2 separate regions of the Mus musculus genome follow, and region 2 is linked to region 1. The links are chromatin contacts, called in public HiCAR-type maps. All regions are on one chromosome and are shown on one strand. Each heading gives the region's core, a stretch centred on a gene start, on an enhancer-like site or on the middle of the called end of the contact. The rest is flanking DNA. Distances are from core to core; before and after follow the strand shown. Region 1 has its middle 190 kb from the start of Cwc27. Region 2 overlaps Cwc27 (CWC27 spliceosome-associated protein).

Evidence for each region. HiCAR-type assays count read pairs that join an accessible place to other places.
Region 2: a contact with region 1 is called in a HiCAR-type map of Th17 cells, with 3 times the contacts expected there. The contact joins two enhancer-like sites. A contact is called at or near these places in 2 of 484 Hi-C or Micro-C datasets (B cells and CD8 T cells) and 6 of 115 datasets of contacts at active chromatin or transcription factors (CD8 T cells, DN3 thymocytes, T-cell acute lymphoblastic leukemia and 3 more).

The regions. Positions count from the first base shown.
Region 1 is chr13:104,620,101-104,625,197 of GRCm38.p6, forward strand. No RefSeq gene overlaps it. Among named protein-coding and RNA genes, the nearest start is that of Cwc27, 190 kb to the right of the region's middle. Within about 2 kb of position 1,996, at least 59 of the 459 cell types and tissues checked have an H3K27ac peak or open chromatin away from gene starts, as enhancers often do. A contact at or near this core is called in Th17 cells, where this site is marked.
Region 2 is chr13:104,761,094-104,766,190 of GRCm38.p6, forward strand. The region is part of intron 10 of Cwc27 (CWC27 spliceosome-associated protein); the gene reads right to left. Among named protein-coding and RNA genes, the nearest start is that of Cwc27, 53 kb to the right of the region's middle. Within about 2 kb of position 2,213, at least 15 of the 459 cell types and tissues checked have an H3K27ac peak or open chromatin away from gene starts, as enhancers often do. A contact at or near this core is called in Th17 cells, where this site is marked.

The DNA of each region.
Region 1 (5,097 bases), core at 746-3,245:
AGAGTCTGGAGAAGTGGGAAATAACCACTACTCAGACCAGAAGTAATTCTTGTGTATGGGATGTCTGGTGTATTTAAAGAGCAGCAAAGTGAGTCAAATGTACATTTGACTTTCCACTATGCCACACTACTGGCTTTTAAATAAAATTCTCCCGGTGTCTACTTCTATATCCTTGGGGAAAAGAAGTCCAGGAAAATAAGTTGATCCCAGGGCAAATAAAACCATATTGTCAAGGAAAAAACAAAACAAAACAAAACAAAAAACAACCCAGAATGTCTTCTTGTGGGTATAGCTTGTTCTGCCAAGAGAAGGGTATCTAAGAGAACAAACACTCTAATCTTGGTGTTGATTAGCTTTTTGAAAAAGTAACTTGCTATCTGCTAAATCTCCTTTCTATAAGAGAAGGGCCACAGGAAGCAGATATGAAACACCTGAATCACACTCATTGTTTTAGAGAAACCAACTGGTGTTCTACTTGACAAATAAGTGACTTGTTCAGCCTTGGAGTACTGGGCGAGACTTATCAAGATCATTAATTACATTTCCTGTCTTGCATTAGCAGTGTTTGGGGGTGGGGTGTATAGTAGTCCTGGGAACATAGACCAGACAAAGGTCCTACTATCATCTTAGGTTCTCAGGCTGATTGAATCAGACTTCGTGCAGCTTCTGTGAAAAATTTTACCATCAAAGGATAGACTGAGTTTGCCTAGGAACTCATTTCATAAAGGAGTCTTTAGGGCGATGTGACTCCTAGGAGAGCAAAGACATTAAATCAATGTTTACAGTTTGAGAGTCTCAGATCTGATAGGTGTTTCTCATTCTTTAGTTTCTGCCTTTGGACAGCAGCACCTGTCCAGGGCTGATCTTCAGGGAAGTGAAAAACAAAACCAAAGCATCACAATTAGTTGGGGGAGCTTAATAAGCAACAACAGCAACAACAAAATCAACAACAACACAACGACAGGCCCTGGACCCCTACCCAAACTTGTCCCGAGTGTGGGAAATTAATGACAATAGGATCCCTGACCCCTTCATCTCCCCAGGGTGACTGCAATACACGAACACATTTCTACTCTTACATTCTGTGTTCTTCTAGGGTGTTTGTAGGGGCTGGTATAACTTTAATTTTTTTCAAATCCTATTTTTAATGATGGTTCTTAATCAATTTAACCTCCCCTGTAGCCCACCACCCACCAGAGGTAGTATGAAAGAAAGGACAAGGGATGGGGGTAGGGCTGAGTGGATCTGTTTGGAAAGGTTCTTTGGAGCAACTCCCATCTGAGTTGTCTGAAAATTGGCAGTTCAATTCACAGGTTGGTAGCGGCAGCTTGATCCACTTGCAAACATCTCATGGATACACCAGCAATCCAGTTCAGTAGAGTCAGGTTAGCAACAGCAGTAACATGACCTAGCAGACAGCCAGGCCGAGGGACCAACAGGAACACCAGGAGACGTTCTCAGGTGTGCCTCTCCCAGGGAAGTGAAGATCAGTGAAGACTCGGGACCCACGAGCATTGCTCAGCTAGCTGTACCAGCAAGCCACGCTCTGTCTCCATCACTCCGTCCAATCCTATTTATGCCCTCCAAACATCATGTGTCCTCTGTGTGTCGTGCCTCAGCACATGCATCCAATCAGCCCAAGTCCTTGGAGTCCCGACAAGGAGAGCTCAACTATGCAATATAAGGTGGACCAATCAATACATGCAAGCCGTTAGCAAAGAATCCTTCATCACGAGTCTCTTCATGTGTTTGTTTTAGCAGAACATTCTCTTGATGTCTGCTTCAGTGAAACGTTCCTTCATGAGTCTACCTTAGTCTTTGATCTGTGTCCACTTTAGGAAAACCCTCCTTCACCTGTTTGCCCCAGCAAAACACCATCTAACACAACAGACTCTCCCAAAAACCCTTAAGTTTCCACTTCAGGGTTGGGTGGTGTGGGGGTGTGGAGAGAGAGTACAAAAATTTTGAACAGAGCTTAGTCTCTCTGAAAGGCTTTTCCTTTCACTATTTTTTGTTGTTTTGGGTTTTTTTTTGGTTCTGGGGCTTGAACCTGGGCCATTGCACACGGGAGGCAACTCTCTAGCATCGAGTGGTATTTCAAACTATGAAAAAAATTGTTTTGCTTTTCTTTTTTTTTTTTTTTTCCCTTCATTTAACAAGCAGCACGTGTTGGGAGAAAACTCTCAGTGTGTGTCTAAAGGGCACCCAACTGGTTGTGTGGGCTGATAGGCTTGGAGCTGAAAATGCTGGAGATGGCACATATGCAAAACCACAAATTCCATAAATACTCAGGATGCTCTTTAGTAAGCCAGGGCACCCATCCTGTGTGTTAGTTTTCCCGCACTATGACAAATACCTGAGGTGAATCAATTGGAGAGAGGGAAGGTTTATTTTGGCACAGGATTTCAGAAGTGTTGGTTCATGGTTACTTGGTTACACTGTTGTGGAACATGGTAGCAAGTCAGGCCATTGTGGGAGCACGGAGGCTGCTAACCTCAAAGACTGTGGAAAGGAAAAAGGAGATAATATCTCCTTCAAGAGCATACTTTCCATGACATTACTTCCTTCCACAAGGCTGATGCCCTAACCATCTACCACCTTCCTTTAGTGCTGTAGGCTAGGAACCCAGCTATGAAGAGACGGGCCTTTGGGGGACATTTAAGATCTCAACTGTGGCACCATCATGGTGCTAACTCTAATAAACTGAAATCCTTGTTTGTGTCTAAAGGTAAGCCTGATTCTTATCAAATAAGAACATTTAAAAAAATTCTGTAAATAAGTATCTAAGTCAAGGCCTGTGATCTTCAAACTTTTAGAAATCAGACCTTTAAATCACACAAGTAAACGCTTGTCCTCACTCAGCCTTTAAGGTCTGCCTATAAACAGGCTTTTCAAATTCTAATTTGTTAAGCCAAATAGGCACTGTGCAGTTTCTCATAATCTTACTGCATCTAATTATGCTTTATATTTCTTAGCTCGCACTGCATACTACATGAAAGCAGATGCCATTATAATTTACCCTTTTCACCGGCTATTCCTCCCCGATAGTGTGAATCTAGTACCGAATTGCTCTGGGAGCCAGAGCTCATGGATTTGCTTTCTCTGTACCTGCTAACTGTAGGTCTGGCAGCAGGCTCGGAATGGAGGCTTTGGGGGATCCCTCTTGGTTTCCTCCTGTGGTGGGACTGCCAGCAGCTGCTTTCCCAGGCCTTGCTGTCTGTCTCCAGCCTTGGGGTGATATGCATCTGACTCCCCTGTCTAGCCCATCACGACTTCCTGTTCTTGTTCTGTAATGTTTTTCAGATCCGCTTCTTCCTGTTGCCTTCCCAGCCTTCTGTTTCAGGCTTTAATTACCTCACATGCACCTGCACTCTCCTAAGATCAAGATCCTCTTTCCTGTCTGCAGCTTTTCCTCTCACTGTTACTCTTCCTTCTCTTCACACAGCATCTCTTCCCGAAGCATCGTCGTTTCCATCCCACACCTCGTGCAGCAGCTCCCAGTTGCATCCAGTCCAGGTCCAGGTCTTCTGCTCCAAAGCTCCCGCACTGCCCAGACCATCCATCTCCTTTTACAGCTGGACCCCACTCCAGCCAAGTAAACGTCCTGACAGTGTCTATACAATGCTGCAACATCTGGCTAATCCAGTCAACTCTGTCAAATCTTCAGTTAATCATCTGGATGTTTTGTCTACAAGCCGCCAAACATCTGGATTGACTGAAGAAAGTCACTACATTGATGGAGGTTGGCTTTTAAAAAAAAAATGGAATTGACCAGATGTTTTGGCATTACATAGACACACCATTGTCTCTAACATTTTTCTTAATAGTCTGTCTGCACAACTTTCTTCCCACCTGGAACATGACCTGTCTCCTTGATGGCATGTTTTCTTTTCCTTTCAAATTATGGTCAAAACCTCCCCCTGTCATGAGGTGGTTCTAGGTTGTTCTGACTAAGCCCATCGAGTGGTCCTTCCGGCATTTATTTCATTTTTTACATATATAATTATTTTCAACTGAAGTCTGTGTTTCTTACTGGATCATAAACTCTCTAAGTCAGTAGACTGTCTACCAGAAAGGCACCTTGGTTCCTGAAGTGAGTCTCAGTAAACTGGTGATCAGGGGCAGAAGCTCTGGGCTCAGTCTGATATTCTAGCTTCTCTGTTTACTGTGTGACACTGGAAAGTCACTTTACTTCACTAAGGCCCAAATCTTTTGGAAAGTAGAGTAAGGCTAGATGGGAATGCATCACAAGGTTGCTTATCAGAATCAAATGATTGAACGCAGTGCTTAGAAGAGGGCCAGGTAGAAGTGGGCATCCCCGAAGCATTTCGCGTTACAGTTCTTCATGTGTGAAAGCGGTTTTCCAGACTGTCTTTTCCTAGGCTGTGGCAGGGCCTTGGTGGGAGGATTAGATGGATTTGGTTGTTTCTGTCTGGGAGAAGGGATCTGGTATCTAGAGATTATCCAGTGTCGGAGTTGGGTTTTTTTTTTTTTTTTTTTAATGGTTTTAGAATTTTATTTTAGAAAGGCAGGGAGAGAGACGGTGGAGAGTGAGACCGGCCATGGCCAAGAGGAGAGAAGGGGGAAAGAAAAAGAGAGAGAAAGGCTGGAGAGTAAGAGAGGGAGAGAGAGAGAGAGAGAGAGGAGAGAGAGGAGAGTAGGGGGAATAAGAGCAAGAGGAGTGAGAGGTCGGAGCTGTTCTTGAGCTGAGATTGTAACCTTCTGCATGTTTATCATAAACACAACCCACCCCTTTTTTTTCCCATGAAGATACTAAGCTTTGAGCATGTAATAAACTCATATTGGCCTTTGAAAGTTCTTTCTGGGAAGTAGTGGTTTATCTGTCAATTTAGCAAATATTTATTAGATATCTGCTTTGTGTTAGGTTCTGAACACTGAGATACTAGTAAAAAAGTTGGCAAAATTAGTCCATTTTAATGGACTGAGTGCAAGAAAAATAACCTTTAAAAATGTATTTTTTGTATGTACTGATGTCTGTCTGCACATGTGTGTCCATGCTGTGTGCATTCCTGGTAGTGGTAGTGGTAGAGGAGGGTACTGGATCTCCTAGAATTGGAGCTGCAGGCAGTTACGAGC
Region 2 (5,097 bases), core at 963-3,462, 140 kb after region 1:
GGGAAGAGTACCTGAGGATTAATTCTGCTTTCTCCCTCTGCATAAGAAAGTGTTCTTGCTGAGGCTGAGTTTGGTTCAAGAACTAAGAAAGCCTGACAATTATAAACATTCCCTTAAAAGGATATCCACAGATTGTTAGTTCAAGTTCTTCTGGAATTGTGATGAAAGGGAAGAGCCTACAAACCGTTAACTCTTTTGGAACAGTGAATATAAAAGTCAGTGATAGAGGAAATGAACTTTCCTGACTCAGTAGCCTTGTTTTACTTATATATATTTATTAGCCACTGTATAGTAAGTGTATGTATTAAGTTCACTGAAGCTGAAAGAAACTATGCTGAGATAGACTTCATCTCTTTCTCCCTGATGTTAGTAATGAGAACACACTGGGTCTTGATTAATTGGAAAATAAATCTAAAGGCGTACAAAATGTGTATTCTCATATTTATACATAACCTACCCAAAACCCTATACAATGTTAGAAAAAGATGATAAAACCAATCTGATCACTTTTATTGAATAAGCTTGCTAGCCATGAGTAATGGGTCAAACACATAACAATACTAATTGCCCAGACACTCTTGCTTAGCTACATGAATGTATCCAGAAACCTCTAAGGAGACTGTTATATCAGTAATTTTGTTGTTGTTGCTATTACTTTATTTTATTTTTAAAGGATTGCTCATTTTTTTAAAGAAATGATACCCCAAACATTAAAAAAAAAATTGCCTCCTCAGCTAAATAGTATTAAAATTTCAACCTTAAAAAAATTCTAAAGGAAAATAGTTTGTAAGCTAATGAGTACCCCAGCTATCATATGTTGGAAGAAGTTTAGCACAATTCCACATTACAGTAAGTGATAAAACTGTATATAAGAAAGACTGCTATCAGGCGAGGTTTCTGTTCTCTTTTTTAAATGGAAACTACAACAGCAAAGTATATTTTTTTAGCCTGAAATACTTGGCTACAAAGACAAACCATTCTGCTATTAATAGCAGTATGTGTTGTGTGCATGTATATGTATGTGGGTGTGGAGATTGGAGGTTGACATCTACAGTCTTCCTTGAGTGTTCTCCAATTTATATATTGAGGCAGGGCTCTTGAATTAACCCAGAGCTCATTCAATATCTCACTAGCCAACTTCTGGGGATCCGAGTTTTGAGATTCCCAAGTACTGGGATTGCAGGAGAGTCATTACACCCATCACATACTTTCATGGGTGCTGACTACCCAAGTTCTGAGATTCACATGTATTTGCCAAGGGCTTTTTACTCATTGAGCCTTCTCTTTTGCCCCAATACAAATTATTAAGTATGGTAAATTCATTAATAATTTTTCTGTGTTATCCATTAAAAGGAATTTAAATCTTAATTAGTTTGAAGATCAAATTTGACACTTTGGTAGCCAAAGTAAGCAGTGAGGTCACGTTGTAAACATTTCACTGGACACATGGTTCTATTAAAAAGGCTGGAGAGACGGCTCAGCAGGTAAAAGGCACTCACCGCCAAGCCAGCCAACCTGAGCTCAGTCCCCAGGAGCCACATAGTGCAAGGAGACCTGAGTCTGGCCTCTGTGTGTGTGTGTGTGTATGTGTGTGTGCATGTGTGTTTACACCTGCACACGTGAAACCAGGGTAATTAAGTAGGCTATTCAAGAATGTATCATTTCTAAATCCTAATCTCAAGAAACAAAACTACAATTAAATTTGATAGTGGTCACAGTATTGTCATTTTATACGAAGTGCCCACCCTCTGCTATATTTACTATTATTAAAAAATACATTCATAAGCCTTAAAAGCTGAACTTGCTAAATGACAATGGAGTGAGCACTCATTTTTGAACCATCCTCATTGGGACTGGAAAAGGCCTGAGATTGAATGTCTTGAAGCACAGTTACACACACCCACAAATGGCCTACTGCAGACATGAATGTTTGTTTGTAACACTGGGTGGGGATGAAGTGGCAAGCATAAAGGGCACCCTTTCAAAAGCTCTCCCAGTATATGGAAACTCTTACTTTCTCGTTTATATAAACGGTCCTGTAACTCAGATAAATACAAGTCTTCTGAAATAGAAACATCACAGAAGCCTTACTAAACTTAGCGTTGTTCTCCATGATGGGCTCCACCTTCAGCAAACAAATCTAAAGGTACTGAAAAGGAAGCGGTCTTTATATCACCAGATTCAGGAATGACGACTCAAGAGCTGTTACTGACAATACTGTTCCTCTGTTGGGTGACTTACACAATATGATGTATTGTCTCCCTCCAGACAGAGCTGTGAACCACAAACTTTTGTCAAAGGTTGTACTAACTCACATCAAATTAGGCTTGATGTGAATGGGCCAACTTCCTCTAACCACACACTAACTTAGGAACATGATTTGCTTCTTTTCTCTTTTTTAAAGGTCATATGCCTGGGACCTCTACAAACAGTACTATTATTAAAGGGAAAATTCTACTTGGTTCCAAGAATGGCAAAAACATCTTCACAGAGGAAACTGTTGATTAGCAATTGAATGAAAGTAAAAACATAACTGTAAAGTAGGGCCTAAAAATAGGATACAGAGCTCACAGAACTACAGGCAGGCAGTGCTGTTTGTACCGAATGCCTTGAGACTCACCTCTCCCTTTTCCCTTCCATTGTCTCCTAGAGCCACTAAAGAGCATCAGGTTACATCAAGAAGCTTGAGAAGAAAGCCTCCGTAGAATAAACTTACCTGTAAGCTATTAGCAGAAGTTCACTAAGTGATACAACGCCTGTTCTTTAATGAATGTTGTAAGGAAAATACAGTGCAGTCTCGTGGCTTTAATGAACTATCTGCTTATTTGAATACAAAATTCACATATTTGTAGAACTGGGTGTGTCGTATAACTTATATGGTAGCTTGTAGCTTCTTCAGATTTTTACTTAGCCGAGCATTGTGGCTTATTCCTCTAATACCAGAATGTTAGCGACTCAGGCAGAAGTAATGCCAAGAGCAAAAGGCCAGCCTGGGCTACGACACAGGAAGAGCTATCAAGTGAGGGCTTTCCTTAAAATGCCATTCCACCCACCTCTGAATATCTTTCCTGTACTATGTGAGATGTCTATTTTATCACCAAAATTAGCCAAATAAGCTTTAAATCTCATTTGGTTTTTATTATCCACATATCAGAAGTGTCAAGAAACAAGTTCAAAAAACACATGAGCACAAAAACAGCATAAATAGTACCATAAAATCTTTATCTTTTTTCTTTATTCAAGAATAAAATAGGGGCTAGAGGGATGGCTCAGTGTTTAAGAGCCCTGTACTATTATTGTGATTTTGCCGGGGGTGAGAGTCAAATTCTCATCACCCAGATCACACACTTTACAGCCTCTTATAACTCTTGCTCTAGAGGATATGAAGCCTCTGACCTCCACAGGCACCCAACCAAAGATACAAACACTTAAAAAAAAAGAAAAAGAGGAGGAGGAGGAGAAGGATGGGGAGGAAGAGGAGGAGGAGGAGAAGGATGGGGAGGAAGAGGAGGAGAGAAGAAGGAGGTGGAGGAGGAGGGGGTTCATAAAAATCAGAAAAATGGCTTATAAAATAAAGCCATAGAAGTTGATCAATTTATAACCCTAAAGAAGTTTACAGAAAAAAAAAAAAAACTACTGAAAGATATGGGATATTCCAATGATGAATAATTTGTTATAACAAATATCTAACCATTAGTTGTGGCAAACTATTTCCTTTCACAGAAATGAATGCACATTATCTATATTTAGTAAGATAACATCATAGAGCAATATAGCTATTTCCACTGCTAATTTACATAATGAAAAGTAAAAACCTTTGCTGTTTCCACACCCTGAGCCAAGGTATATAATTATCTTTGCCAAATGTTCAGCAATCTACAGAGTTTGAGTGCCTGAGACATCATGAGTAGCCAGGACTACATCTGTTTTACGGACATTTATTTAAGAAGGGAGAACTCTGACCTAGTCTATAATTCTGTATGAGTGTGGTTTAGACTTTTATTTTAAATAGAAAAAAATGGCAATTTGTTCAGGAATTTTTTGGAAACTAAAATTTACAACTAGAATATTTAAATAGTACTATATATATACAAAGCTAGTACATCAAAAAACAGTGAAAAATTTAGGGAGAAATATTCCATTGTTGGTAGTTTAGTATAGTTCACCAGTGTGCTTTATATATAGTAAAAAAAATAAAACTATACAAATAAATCTAACACTCATACATAAAACACCCCTATAATTTTTAATAATGTTCTCCACTTCCACTCTGCTCATCTGGATCACAATAGATGTGTCTCTATGCTACTAAGAGAGTACCTATGCAGGCTCCAGAAACTTTCAGCTTTGGAGCTGGGAGCCAGGGAGCTCCCAGAACTGCAAACCCTCTTCCTGTTCTATAACTGGATTCAAGGACAGTGTTTAGAGATGATTCCTGCTTCACCAAATGCAAACCTTACCTTTGGAGATGGCTCAGGGGAAAGGATTAAAAGCTTAGGTGCACACAAGCTTGAAGAAACTACATGGGCTAAGCATGTGAAAAGGAGTCCCTTGGCCCCTACATATAAGATATACATGTGTCCTTGGTCTACAAAGAAACAATTTAGTTTTTTTTCAGTTAAAAAAAAAGGACGAACAGACTTCAGTACAGAAAGAGATAAATGAGCGCTCAGGAGACTCCCAGGGTCCTCCGTAAAGGCACCACTGCACCGACACTTGCTAAAGTGCCAGCCTTTAAACACAAGGTCAAGTCAAATACACGACGACTCCAAGTCTCTTATGTGGACCTAAACAACTGGATCATATCACACACAGTACTCTTGGTTTTGGAAAGGAGCACATTTATGACAAAGAACAGTGGTACAGCAGGAGAAGACAGGGTCAGTGCACTGTAGAAGGGCTCGCTTAAAGTTGGAGTCAGAACATGCAACTAGGCTGCAAAAAGGACAGAAAACAAAGTTCTACTCATCATATGGCTGTGCAAACGGATAAACATCAATAAATGTACAAACATTTCAAAATACTAAGTAAAGCTTGGATACCAAAGATAGATCATTTCATAAAAATAAGGAACTACTTCTGAAGTCATGTGTGCTC